2 separate regions of the Hordeum vulgare genome follow, and region 1 is linked to region 2. The links are chromatin contacts, called in public Hi-C maps. All regions are on one chromosome and are shown on one strand. The core of a region is the stretch at or near the end of the contact, and the rest is flanking DNA. Distances in the headings are between cores, read along the strand shown.

The links. A called contact is a pair of places that touch in the nucleus more often than the background predicts.
Region 1: a contact with region 2 is called in a Hi-C map of seedling, with 5 times the contacts expected there. The contact joins the promoter of LOC123401165 here to the promoter of LOC123402276 in region 2. A contact is called at or near these places in 2 of 6 Hi-C or Micro-C datasets (leaf and seedling).

Annotation. Positions count from the first base shown.
Region 1 is chr6H:440,112,202-440,119,174 of MorexV3_pseudomolecules_assembly, forward strand. It overlaps LOC123401165 (zinc finger CCCH domain-containing protein 17), which reads left to right and starts at 2,238. Exons shown (of 9, transcript XM_045094896.1): 1 at 2,238-2,942; 2 at 3,016-3,111; 3 at 3,206-3,295; 4 at 3,384-3,485; 5 at 3,586-3,732; 6 at 4,639-4,758; 7 at 4,867-4,926. The coding sequence starts at 2,493.
Region 2 is chr6H:439,929,448-439,936,408 of MorexV3_pseudomolecules_assembly, forward strand. It overlaps LOC123402276, which reads right to left and starts at 1,720. Exons shown (of 2, transcript XM_045096177.1): 1 at 1,139-1,720. The coding sequence starts at 1,645.

The DNA.
Region 1 (6,973 bases), core at 988-3,487, 180 kb after region 2:
GGGAATAACTTCTGCTCGGCTCGTCGGCGAGCGTGTTGCATGAGGCTTCACGACTAGGAGGCCAGTGGGCGTTGTGCGCTTACAGGGGGGCGGGTAGGCCGAAGGCAGAGCGCCTAGAGGGGGCTCGTGCAGGAGAGACCGAGAGGGCCGGAGGTGGAGGGGATGGCCGAAGGCTCACGGCAGGGGAGAGAGGGCCGAGAGAGTCGGCCCGATGAAGGGGGGACTGAGAGAGAGAGAGAGAGAGTGTGCGTGTGAGCCGGAGAGGGGCGGTCGCCGGAGCCGGACCTCCAGAACAACGACGCGACAATCTGGATGGCACAACGGCTTTGACCCCGGAGAACGACGATAGATGGCTGCCAACAGACGGATCCGGGCGAAGGAGGCTCTGAGAGGCGCATGGAAGGCTGTCAAGGTTGGGGGCGCCGGATCCAGAGTTCGCGATGGTGAGAGATGGGGAGAGGGTAGAATCTTGCCAGGATGAGACGAGTCAGAGAAGCGGCAACGCGTGCGAAACAGAGCATGAAGGTCGCTCCTTTTTAGGAGGCGACGACGGACGACAGAGCTCGCGGCCGCGACCTTCTCGGCTCCTGCTAGCGTGGTCGCTCAATTCGCTCCGCGACGCGATGTCCCATTGATGGCAAGGCGTTCTGCAACGCACCAGTCCGCAATGGAGGCGACATTCATGGTGCAGCCGTGGCTTTCAGCGCGCACCGCGGGGGAAGTGCTACCGAAGACCGGCTTGGCCCCGAGCCGTGGCCTTCAGCGCGCACCGCGGGGGAAGTGCTACCGGACACCGGCTTGGCCCCGATGCTGCTACTCCCAGATGGTGGCACCCATGACCAGGCTCCCAGCAGAGGCGCACATCGATGACGGCTTTGAACAGGCCGCCCCGCCATGGTTGTGCAGTGGGTGATTTGCCGGCGTGCTGGTGTGGGGATGCACGGAGGGACGGATCCCGGCAGTGGCTGCCACCGCGGTCGGGCACTAAGTACTGGAGTGCTTCTTGGGTGCAGCACGAGCGGCTGTTGTGAGGAGCACGACCAGGCATCAACGCTTGTCTCCTCTTCTATGTAGCAGCACGAGGAATGGTGATGTTTTGGATAAGGGTCATGCAGTGCGCAGCTCGGTGGAGATTTAGTGCCTATTGCTATTTTTTGATCAATAGTTGTTGGTAGATGTACACAGACTCGAAGCTGTTGGATACTTCGGTGCTCATCCCCGTTGGATTTATATGCGGTTGTTCGTGACGTTCCAACAAACTATTATTTGCTAGATGTTCCTTTTCACATTAGTTCATTATAATTATTTGATTGTACCGCCTCATAGAGCATCTATAACCGGACTTAACAAATCTGACCTCTTTAACTTTCATGGAAACGTCTGGACGCATCTGCGGACGTTGATCAGTTAAGCCTCAAATAACGAGTTCTATAACCGGATACTTTAAATTAGAAACCTTAAATCTATATTATTACATGCAACATAAATCTAATATTAAGCGGGGTTCGTTCGGGTCCGTCGTGTCCATGCCCGACGGCTAGATATGCCCTTCGTAGTGTCCGTCCGGCCGTCAGCGAGGTAGAATAGGACATGGGACACTAGGCGGCTCATAAAAGTCGAGCTCCCGCCGTCTCCCATGTCCAACTCTTTCTTAAATTTATCACTTAGTGTTACTACAGAACAATCCAACCGTCAACTTCAAAGTTAGTATAGGGAACTACAAGATCATTTTTAAGGAGCATGAGTTAGTATAGGGAACTACAAGATCATTTTTAAGGAGCATGTCTACGTGCTCCAACACTAGCGCATTCATGAATATTTGTTTATAATTTATACAAAAAATTATCCGGACTTATTTAAAATTATAATCATTCTGATGATCCTATTTTATAATGTTTGTATAAGTAAAATCGAATTTCATGGCTAAAAGAAATACTCAATGTAACCTTACTTTTAATGCTTGCAAAAATTAGATTAAAATAATATTGCATAATAACATATAAAGAAAATTATATTTAATATTTCGCCCAATGCAACGCACGGACATTTGTATTACTTTATACTTTCTTTGTAAATTAATATAAAAATGTTTAGATCACTAAAATAGTGTTTTAAATACTTTTATAGTTTACCGAGGGAGTACATAACGAAATGGTGTATGTACTTCCATCAGGCGGTTCGCTTCGTCGGCGTCTGCCAGCCTGCGGGGCACCGGCCACGTTGTATTAACCGGAGCCGGCCCAACCTTCCGCCCGCGAGCTAAACCCGACCAAGGGGAAAGCAGGGCCACCGTAAGCGCCTCCTCTCCCCGCTCCGATCCGGATCTCCCCATCCATTCCGGCGAGCCCTCGCCGCGTCGCTTCCACGCGACCCTACCTCCTAAATAAATTCAACATCCCCGCCGCTGCTCCCGTCAAACCCCGAATACCATCTGACTACTTCCTCCTCTGCCCGCGCCGCCTCCCGAGCCCAACAAACCCTAGGCGACGCCCATGGACTTCGAGGCCGACGGCCGCTTCGGCAACAAGCGCGTGCACAACCGCCTCGGACCGGCGCCCGGCGCCGCCTCTTCGTCTTCCTCTACCAAGGTCTGCATCCATTGGCGCGCTGGGCGATGCAATCGCTTCCCCTGCCCCTTCCTCCACAGCGAGCTCCCTGAGGCGGCCACCACCAAGCGCCCGAACCAAAGGGATGGCCCTGGTGGGCACGTCTGGCGTAACCCCAACTCAGGAGGAGGGGGGCGCGGCGGCGGCGGTGGCTACAACAAATGGGGGAGGGGCCCCGGAGGTGCAGACGGTGGCGTGAGGCACAAGGTGCCCGACCGGCCCTGCAAGTTCTTCCTCGCCGGAGACTGCACCTACGGCGAGAAGTGCCGCTACCCCCACACATATTGCATGAGCAATAGCATCACGCTGCTCACCCCTCTCCAGGGCCACGAGAAGGTACTTCATCTACAGATAAGACCGTCTAGTAAAATTCGAAACGTCGCTGATCAAATGCTGTGCGTTCCTTCAGGTTGTGACAGGGATCGCACTGCCTGCTGGGTCAGACAAGCTGTATTCTGGGAGTAAGGATGGAACGGTGCGCCTTTGGGATTGTCAAACTGGACAGGTAGCCGAGGCATCATTGAATTGTATCCTTGGAAGGATTGTGTGTTCTGTATGACAATTTTCAGTACCTTTGTTTTCTATATGGTGTGTGATAGTGTGCTGGTGTCCTCCCCGTGGGGGGTGAGGTTGGGTGCATGATCAGCGAGGGGCCATGGGTGTTTGTTGGAATACCTGATGCTGTGAAGGTAGGAAATGGTGCTTGAGATTTGGGATTTTAACCCAATGCTATTGCTGTCCCACATGTGTGTCTGACTGTATGAACTGTCGCTGCAGGTTTGGAATATGCAAACTCAAGCAGAAATGAACCTTACCGGGCCGACTGGACAAGTCTATGCACTTGCAGTTGGCAATGAGCTACTCTTTGCGGCAACACAGGTAAACTTCCTTCCTTTTGTCTTGTCGTTGGATCTAACATTTGTCTTGGCAAATATATTTTTTGTTAATGATGTATTCTCTCGTATTACACTTGGTGTAGGATGGAAGGATTTTGGCATGGAGATTTAGCGCCGTGACAAATTGTTTTGAGCCAGCTGCTTCTCTTACCGGGCACCAGCTTGCTGTTGTTTCGTTAATAGTAGGAGGCATGAGACTTTACTCTGGCTCAATGGATAAAACCATTAGAGTAAGGATTGAGAATTTGTGCACTGTTGTTCACACATTCTTAGATACACTTGATGTAGTAGGATTTGATGCATGCATCAGATCATGAATTTCTGTTAGCTTGTAGTAACACTTCCATCACTTTAGGTCAACATCTGTTTTATACTCTCTGTTTCTTCTAATGGTGGATCATGGAAGTTTACAATGCACAAGCAAAGTAGGCCCATGTATTGTACATAGTTATACACTTCTGACTTTTGTCATCAATTTAAGAGGTAGGCATATTGGTAATTAGTTCATCTGGAGATACGAGTCAGCTGTAAAACAGATGATGCCTTAGAATTGTGCTACTGTGTAGTCAAAATAAATGCAACTATACAAGCAAAGCTGGCACCTAATGGTTGTGCAGATCTGCATCAGGTTAGGCACTGTTACTATGGGTGTTGCAGGCCTGCATCACATATAACTTTAGATTTTAGAGTGGGTGCTAACTTCAATAACTTACTGTGAGTTTACATGTACATTTTATGGTGATATCTCAACCAACATGTGGAACATTTATAACAGGTATTTTGAAAAATAAATATATCATCTACCGTAGTGGAAAGCCTCCAATCCCAACAAATAAAATAAAATACCTCACTGCTGTAACACTTACAAATGGTGTATGAATTCTGATGCTATGGAAACTCTGTTATTTCACTGTTGCTGTTGAAGTTCTCATAGTAATTTTGGTATCCCCAATCTTGTTTCAACATGAAGTATCTCTTGTTTGTTAATGTGCATAATTTTCAGTCACCTGGACTTATTTTGCTTCACGCGACAGATGGTACTTTAGCATTACATTGTTCAATTAAGATCAGACATGTTGTCGTTTTGGTATACTCCCATTCTACAAATATTATTAAGAAAATGACAAATATTTCAGGTATGGGATCTAGCAACGTTGCAGTGCATACAGACTCTTTCTGATCATACGAATGTAGTTATGTCTCTACTATGCTGGGATCAGTTTCTGTTATCTTGTTCTTTGGATCAAACAATAAAAGTTAGTCTCAATCCTTGTCTCCTTGTTATCGAATGATTTGTTCTTACATTCCAATTACATATTTATCCTTTTCAATCAATTCATACTTCTAAGTTCTATTTTTCTTAGGTCTGGGCAGCTACAGAAAGTGGAAACTTAGAAGTAACATATACACACAAAGAGGAGAATGTATGTGCTCCGACACTCTTATACAGTTGTCATGTTGTGTGATTGCAGTTTGGTTTTGTCACAACCTTTCCTGTTAACTTCCGATTCGTCCTTTCTTGACCCTTTTTTATGTGTAGCGCTGTTCTTACTTATTTATGTCCTGCCTCATCAGCAATATACAGTACAATTAATAATCTTATAAGATCTTGTTTACGCTCCTTTGAACTTACCATTAGGACTTCCTCGTCATATGCTAGCTAAACATCTTCAGAATTTCGCACATGCAAGCTCAACGTCTACATGGTGTCAGGAATCTACATACGTCAATGCATGCCAACTTGTCTACCATTGAACTTGGATATTTAAACCAGACCAGTGAGTGAACTGGTCAAATGACTGTTAAGTTCAATAATGTTTTTTTAATGCTGCATTCACTATTATTTGGTTGATATACAAGCTATCGCGTTTACATACCTAAGGTCCTCGAAGCAAGGGTTAATTTGATAAATACTATTACAATTCAGCGTATTTGAAAAATGACACTACAAAAATTAATGCCAACTTCTAATAAGCACCTGGATGCCATTAATTAGCATGAACACACTAAAATGCCAATTTATGTTTCTTCTGTTTCAGTTAAGCTGCCACTCCCTCCTTCCTCTTACATCCTATCTTCCCCACCACCAGTGGCAGTGCTCTAGCAAGCTCGCCCTCCTTCCTACTCTCCTTCTTGTATCTTCTCCATCTTCCCTCCTGTCCTTTATGTCCAGACCCAACTGTAGAAGCCGACATGCTGGGCTGTGAAGCGTGAACAGATCTGGAGCACGGAGAAATTCATATTTCCTTTTTCCATGAAAAAAAAGGGGCAGGGAGCAAGTGTGGCTGGGTAAAGTGGGATAGCAACTACCCATGGAGAAACGAGAATAATAGGCGATGGGTAAAACACTGGATTGTTGCGAACTTCGTGACTGCATGGTCGGTGGTGATGGGCTTCGCCATCACAGAGGTGGCAACCATGAGCCCATGAGAGTGAACCGATGAGGTGAGGGTTGGAGAAAGGGAAGAAAGGAGCAGGCGGGGACATTTTGGTCTGGGAATTATCAGAATGACATATCTAAGTGTTTTTTTGTTGTGGCCTTTCTCAATTATGCATAGTTAGTTGTGTCATTTATCGAATTAACCCAAACAGGTTCATACCTGGCACGTGATCTGGTTTCAATAATTATGGTCTAAAAAACAACACCCCAGGTAGAAATAAACTACCTTGACAAAGAGATAACTGCTGAAAGAACTATAACCAAGGAAATGTGGGCAGCTCTCGGGTTGGATGGCCTGATTGATCATGCATGTGATGTTGACCTTGCTGGAGAAGCAGTGCTGGAATTCTTGCTTAAACAGGAGAATCTCGTTCCACTCACCAGTTCTTGGTCTCAGAAAACTTGATCTAATTGTTGCTGTTGGGTCATGGGATTTATGGTGGGAGCGTAGGAAACTGGTACATGGGGAGGCCACTCAGACGCCGGCTCAGATAGCTATGGCGGTCAGATCATTGGTTGCAAATTATGCAGCGGCCTACTCACCGAAAGCAGCTGTTAAACGGGGTGGTTGGACACCTCTGAGAAATTTCGTTAAACCAAATGTGGATGTGGCATTTGACGCAGGTACACTGCAAGGAGCTGTTGGTGCTGTTGTTCGTGATGGCTCGGGGAAATTTATAGCTGCTGCTAACAGCCGTATGGAATGGTGCTCTGATGTGCTAACAGCCGAGGTCACAGCAATGAAGCATGGGCTGAACCTAGCACAATCCTTAGGATGAAATCGATTGCTTGTCAACTTGGATTGCTTGGATGTAATCTCGGCGCTGAAGGATTTGCTGGAGTAGGCGCGGCGATCTTTGATGACTGCTATCACATTGCTTATGAATTCCTACAAATTCAGTTCGAGCATTGCTATAGATAAGCAAATTTTGCTGCTCATGAACTTGCTAGGCTAGCTAGGTTCTCACTGACTACTAGTGTATGGATGGACAATCATTGGCATCTAGTGTTCCTTTGCTTGTAAGTGATGT
Region 2 (6,961 bases), core at 470-2,969:
AACAATTGCACGTGCGCGGAAAAGCGAGCGAGCTGATGCACGCCGTCCAACGCATCTATAAAATGCAGCCCCCGCCGCGCGCCGTTCCGATGAAACCGTCGCCCCCTTGCCTCGCCACGCACCCTCCCTCGTCTCGTCACGTGCCCTCCTTCGTCTCGCCACGCGCCCCTCTGCCTCTTTTTTCGCCTCGCCGCCGCGTCGCCGAGGAACTTCGGGCTACCGCGGCGTCCACGCGCCCCCCTCCGCCACCTTCTACGCCGATATCCGATCCGGCGACATACGCCTCGGACTCGGCACGTTTGAAACCGTCGAGGATGCCGCCCGCGCGTATGATGCGGCAACATGATGCCTCAACAAGCCTCGTAGGAAGATGAGTTTTCCCAAGGTGATGACGATGGAGTGGGCACAGAACCTCGTGCCTCGTCCACGGTTGTCATCGAAGAGGACCGTCGTCGAAACCGGAGGCAGCAGCGCCGCCTCAGCATTGCAGAGATGGACAAGCATGCCAAGGCGAAGTGGCGCCGACAGTTCTCGCATGACGTCCTCAAAGAACGTGAATTCTTCGTGCAACGGAGGGCGGAGTAAGCCGCCTACCGCGAAGATAGGCATAAGCGGAAGCAAGTCGCATTCTTTTAGATGGACCTGAAGGAATCGTCGATTTGATTCTTCGATGATGAACACTCGGTTGACACCTTCATCACGATGGAGGAATTGAACACCGACGCGTCGGAGTCCGAGGATGACGAGAAGTAGACTTCTATCTATCTAGACTATCTGTCTATGCTATGTATTTTTTTATCATTTTTCATCGTTTTCTATCTATCTAGGCTATCTATGATATGTATCGTTTAAAAACTATGCTTGTATTGTTTTAAAATTATGCTATGTATCGTCTGAATTGTCTATGTTTGATTAAAAATGCATGTTGCAAGAGTTAAGTTTTTGCGCGTCTGCTGTAATGCAACGCGCGTCAAATTTTACGGTTTTCGTTGAAGTTAGCGTTCACCGGGGCGTTAAAATTAAATATGTGTACGCTTTAGACTGATTTTTTGTACGGCCGCGCATTGGGCGCATGGTGAAGATGCTCTTATATGGACTGGTAACAAGTAACAACACATGGACGCAGTGCAAAGGTTACCTGACCAGTTTTCCGATCGATGCTCCCGCGCAGAGCCTCGGGCAAGATGTCGATCTTGAGGAACGGCGGCAGCGGCAGCCCTAGGAACCTGGTGGTGGCGCCGGACATCGCCGGGATGTACAGGCTCGACACGTCAAAATCGACGAGTATCGTGCCATCCGCCGCGCCGCTCGCGACACGCCCGGCGCCCACGCCGCGGCCGCCCTGTGCGTTGTAAGCGAAGTCCGGGTACCGGGAGATGCCGAGCCGGCAGCCTTCGCGCGTTAGGAACTCGACGCTGAACGTGTCGGCATCGGGCCGAGCCCGCGGCGCCGCGACGGTAGGGGCAGGTTGCTGCTCGCCTTGGCCGGTGGATGCCGCCGAGACCGCGTGTTTGCCGCTGGGTCGCGGATGTAAAGGTCTTGCCCGTGAACCGGAGGCGCATGGTTTCCTGGGGTTAGCGAGCTTTTGCAGGGCTGGGCCTGGAAGGCTCCACGAGGAGGTGCTGATACCGCCTGGCCTTGCCATTTGGAGTCTGCGCAGCTGCAGCGATGAAGAAGAGGGACCCGGACTTGTGGCTGTGCGATGGACCTACGGAAACCTTATCGCTTATTAGTCTTTTTTTTTAAACACAGTATAGATATGCACATTCAATTTTTTTATATGAACACACGCGTGCTATCATCCCATGAACATCCTTAACAGACTAATCTAGAATATCGTTTTAAGACTGAAGTCATTACACATACCACATAGTCGACGGAAACGTCTTCTCTCGCTGGACGGACATCGTTCAAAATACTGAAATGAAATTCAAAGAGAATGCAAGTATCGGGATTAGAACCCTGATGGGTTAGGGATATCACTGTCCTCATAACTATCCAACCACGGTATGATTCGCTATCCCTTGTTAGGTTCTGGTTGGATGCAAAGTACATGTAAAACTTCAGAGTTTTCTCTTTGCATGGTAACGTGTGTCATTTATATCAAAAGAATCATAGTATGGTGCATATGTTAGCTTAGAATTGTTCGGGCATTCATTGATAGTGATATTTGAAGTTTTAGGTTTACAAGTCATGTCATGTGTACACTGACTTGATAAAACTGAAAAGACACGAGAACGTTGACCTTTGCATAAAGGAACACTAGTGTAAGAAAGAAAATTATAAGCAAGACCAAAGAATCCCTTGAGCTTGACACCATCGCACATCACCTCCCTCTGACACCACCACAACAGCCATCAAAGTAAATAATGACGGATCACATCCTCACCCGAGTTCGATGCGGCTACATCGCTGATATGCAGCTTTGCGGACCTCCAAGATGGCAAAGCCCCAGACAAAGCCATTGTCGCTGATATGCAGTTCACCCAAGGCAAAGCCATTGTCGTTGAACGAATTAGACTTGGGCAACACCCCAGACAAGCCATCGGACTCCAGATTCGGCATCCATCCACGACTAAGACGTCGTCGAGGAAACCATCCCAGACAACCATGAACCACGAACCCAACACATGATCCACCATATTTCAGATGTCTCGATGCAGACCACAATCTACATCCTCTCCTAAACTAACTTCCAGACTTAGCGATGGTGCTTGCGCAAACATTATTGCAATGGCGGTAACATAGCCAATCAGTGGTTTGCTAGGTTGTGAACAGGTTGAAGGTTTTCATGGCAATGTTGAGATGCTGATATTTAACAGGTGGTAGGCAACGAGACATAGCGATAGAAACGAAACAACTAGCATGGCAATGATAGTAATGGTATCTAGGAAAATGGTCATCTTGCCTGAGATCCCGCTTGTAAGAAGAACCACTCCGTGAAGGAGACGAGCCGACGTAGTCAAACGGACCCTCACACTCCGAAGCGGTCGGAACTCTATCGAGACGAAGCAAGCCGGAAACAAGGATCAACACACGATATTCACCACGGCACATGCACGACATAATGCACAACACATATGATGCATGATCAGTCTAATGCAAGGCATGCCATGGCAATTCACAACAATCAAACACTACACATTAAGTGAAGCTCAATATGCAACGAGTTGCATATTGACGAAGCTCCACATACGAATTATTTAGTTCACTCTGGTTTACATACACGGCAATATTAAATGTTGTTAAACATGGAAAGAGGTGAAGCGTAATTAATCTACCAATCTAGGCTTTTTAAATAAGGTCGGAAACATTATATAGCATCTCCGAAATGACCCCATGTGTTACTTTCTAAATCTGTCCAGATTTTTCCTAATCACATTTTATGTTTGTTAAACGTCAAAACCAAGGGATTCATGTGAAACTACACGTCGTCCTAGTCCATTTACATATATGGAACATCTCCAACGGAGCTACGGTTCAAAAGGTACGAACACTGCAAGATATGATGTCATGAATGCAATATGTATGCTATGACAGTCACAAGCACTCCAAAACATGCAAGCAGCAAGAAAATAAGAACCTACACGAGATTCTAAGCAAGTTTCATATAAGACACGATCAAAACAGAGAAACGGTTCAACAAATACAAGCTAAACAAGAAATAGCTACAATCTACGCAATACAGCAACATGGCATATTCTACACCCTAAAATAGCAAGCTACTTAACTCTAAAATGCTCAAACAAGACATCAGACGATAGAGGACAAGATGCACTACAACATACTACTAATAACATCTAGCATGGCAGCATGGAACACCAGGAAAAGAACTCACAAAATGGCATCTCGCACACAGTTTCAGACTTAGTGAAAATAACACTATTGACAATGCAGTTTACGATCTGAAGGCATATTGACAGCAGCAAAACTATATGCTACAGGGCACCGAATGACATGAAAATTTACAGCATGCTATAGAATCTTATGCACTACAAATAACTCCATTGCACGAACCTCAAAGGAGCTGTAGATCACTAGCCAAACTCATAGCAACACATCAACAAAATATTACAGATCTCAGACTTAGAAATATTTCAGCATCTCCAAAACAACACTATTTTCTAGCATGTTGGCAACAAGCAAACAACACCTAAACATGGATTTCTATTGCAACCAAAATTACCAGGGGCTAGCATACATATCCAAGGGCATATCTCTAGTTCACAACTCATGCATATCACCCACGGGATAAATCTCACAAAATAAACAAGAGGGCAACATGGCAAAAATATCATGCACACAAACTTACTCGAAAGTCAAAACCAAATGCACAATTGAATTCTATGGATTTTTCTACTTCAAAAACATATATAATATGTGGGGTTGAAAAATAAAACTAACGCCACACAAATATGTGAGGATATGTCCTAAGCACGACATAACAAAGTATTGATGCCACCTACATGAAAATAGCGAGACAACTATTTCTAAAATACATGCAAGGGGCTACAAACAACATGAACATTTATCTATGGGATTTGAACAATCCGGACACGCGCAAAATTATCTACGGGATATTAACCCTAATAGGACAACACGTAAATCTAGGCAAACGACAGTTTAAACTACTCCAAACACGCATGCAAGTTGCAAAATATTGTACTACGCGCAAAACTACACAAGATACATATATAAATTGCCGCGATCCGACGCACGTTTAATACCTACGATCGTTTGAAAATTGGACCTAATTTTGAAAATACTAAGAACGTAGGAAAAAAATACTAAATGCTATGGGCCGAATCTAAATAGTGCATCGGGCGCAACATAGTAACACGTCGCACAAGGAGAGGAATAGGCTGAGGAGAGGCTCACCCATGGGCTTTAGCTCAGTTTGTGAAGGCTGGAGATGGGTCGGCCTGGACGCTGGCCCAGGGGAGGCTGCAGGCCTAGGTCGCGGCGGTGGTTGCTGGACCGGCCCACGCGCGGGGTCAACACGAGGCGAGCGCTCATCATGCTCCTCTGCTCCCGAGCGCAGGGAGGCGACGGAACCTGGCGATGAGGCGAAATTCAGCCGTCTCTATGCGGATCCTGCACGGACGGGGCAAGGGCGAGGCAGATCCGGCACAGACGGGGCAAGGGCGAGGCAGATCCAGCCGAGATGGATCCGTTCCCAACGGAGGCGGCTCGAGGCGGTACCGGGGCAAGGAGATCCACCAGCGGGGCGTAGAGGGCGGCGGCTGCATAGGGCGGCGGCACGGGATGGGATCCAGCGAGGCAGAGTGGCCCGGTGACCGGCGAGCTCCGATGCGGCGGCAGATGGGCGAGGCTCCAGTGGCCGGCTCGGGCATGCTGCGGCAGGAGGCGCGGGATGCGAGAGATCTGGCAACTCGGGCTCCTCCATGGGTGCTGGGAGTCTGCGGTCACCCGGACATGTCCGGTTTGACCGCGGACGTGTCTGGTTGGTGTAGTTTTTGGGCGATTTGAGCCCCAGATCTAAGATCTCAGGGCTGAAAATGGCTGGGGAGGCTAGGGTTGCGGGATCTGGAGGGTTTGAGCTTGCAGGTGGGGTCTTCTAGGGGGGTGGCTGCAAAAATGGCTAGAGGGAAACCCTAGTGGAGTGAGAGAGCTCCACCATGGAGTGGTTCTTATATATGGTTGGGCTATGGTGGGGTTGACCTCGTTTGTCCGATCGCTATCCGACGACCACGAATGGAGGAAGTGGCTAGTTGGCTCTAATGGCTGTGTAGATAGGCTATGTAGGGATGAGAGGGAAATGGGAAATCGACATGATATTTTTAGAACACCGAAAACCCGGCCGCCGATAAACCAATGACGGCGTCGCTACGGTTGACCGTTCGGGTACCAAACAGACTCCGATTGCGACGAAAGTTGGCAGGCGGCCTACCTATTTGTAAATAAAACTGCACAACAAGTTTCAACCGAATCAGAGAAAGTTTTATACAAAATTTTAAAAACAAGGTTTTTCCGATGCCGCAAGCGCGTGCGTGTGTGGTCGGTCTCAAAACGCACATCGACGAACACGGAGGGAACTGGCAACTAATAACAGATGCAGGTTTCGAAAACTGGCGGCAATGGAGTGCCCATGCAATGTTGATGATGCGAATGATCCGATGATCAATGCGACAAACAAAATAATAACACGACGACAACGGAAAAGAGGGGAATCTTCTGGAGCGTCGGTCTCGGGCTGTCACAACTCTCCTACACTAACAAGAGATCTACCCTCGAGATCTAAGAATGAAGAGGGGAAGAGGAAGTGAAAGAGCAAAAGGTAAAACTTAGTCGCTTCTTTGACAAACGAGTGAAACCAACGATCCTTGATGGTTACAAAGAGATGAAGAATGATATGAGAAACAAGCAAGAATTCACAGAAAACTTCGCCAGCACTTCGGTAGGAAAAGAGGACAAAATTTGATAAGATAGAAATAACTAGACAAGATTCACAACAAACAAACTAAATTGATAAGCAAGGAAACAATATAATCTTGAAAAGACGAAATGATAGGTTGAAGAGAGCAACATCACAAGGCCTCCGTTACAAATAATAGAAACTAGACCTTGGAAAGAAAGAACGAAGAAGAAAATGACAACTACTACCACAAGAATCTTGAAGAACACCTTGAGAATAAGAGATCTTGAGCCGCCTAACAGAAAACTTGAATGAGGCACCGGAATAATTGAGAGACGAACGAAGAGACAACAACTAATAAGAATTTGAGAACGAAAGCTGAAAGTTGAGAATGAAGAAGTCTTCTGAAATGATGGTCTTTGAAGGATCGAGAAATGAACACAACACTAAAATCCACCGGATAGATAAGGCAAGAATTTCTCATGATCGAAACCAATTGAAAGAGACACAAGCTTAGATGACAATCTTCAAAAGACTGGACAAGATTTAAGAGAAAGACTCCTTTTGTCTTCACACCGAGAATGA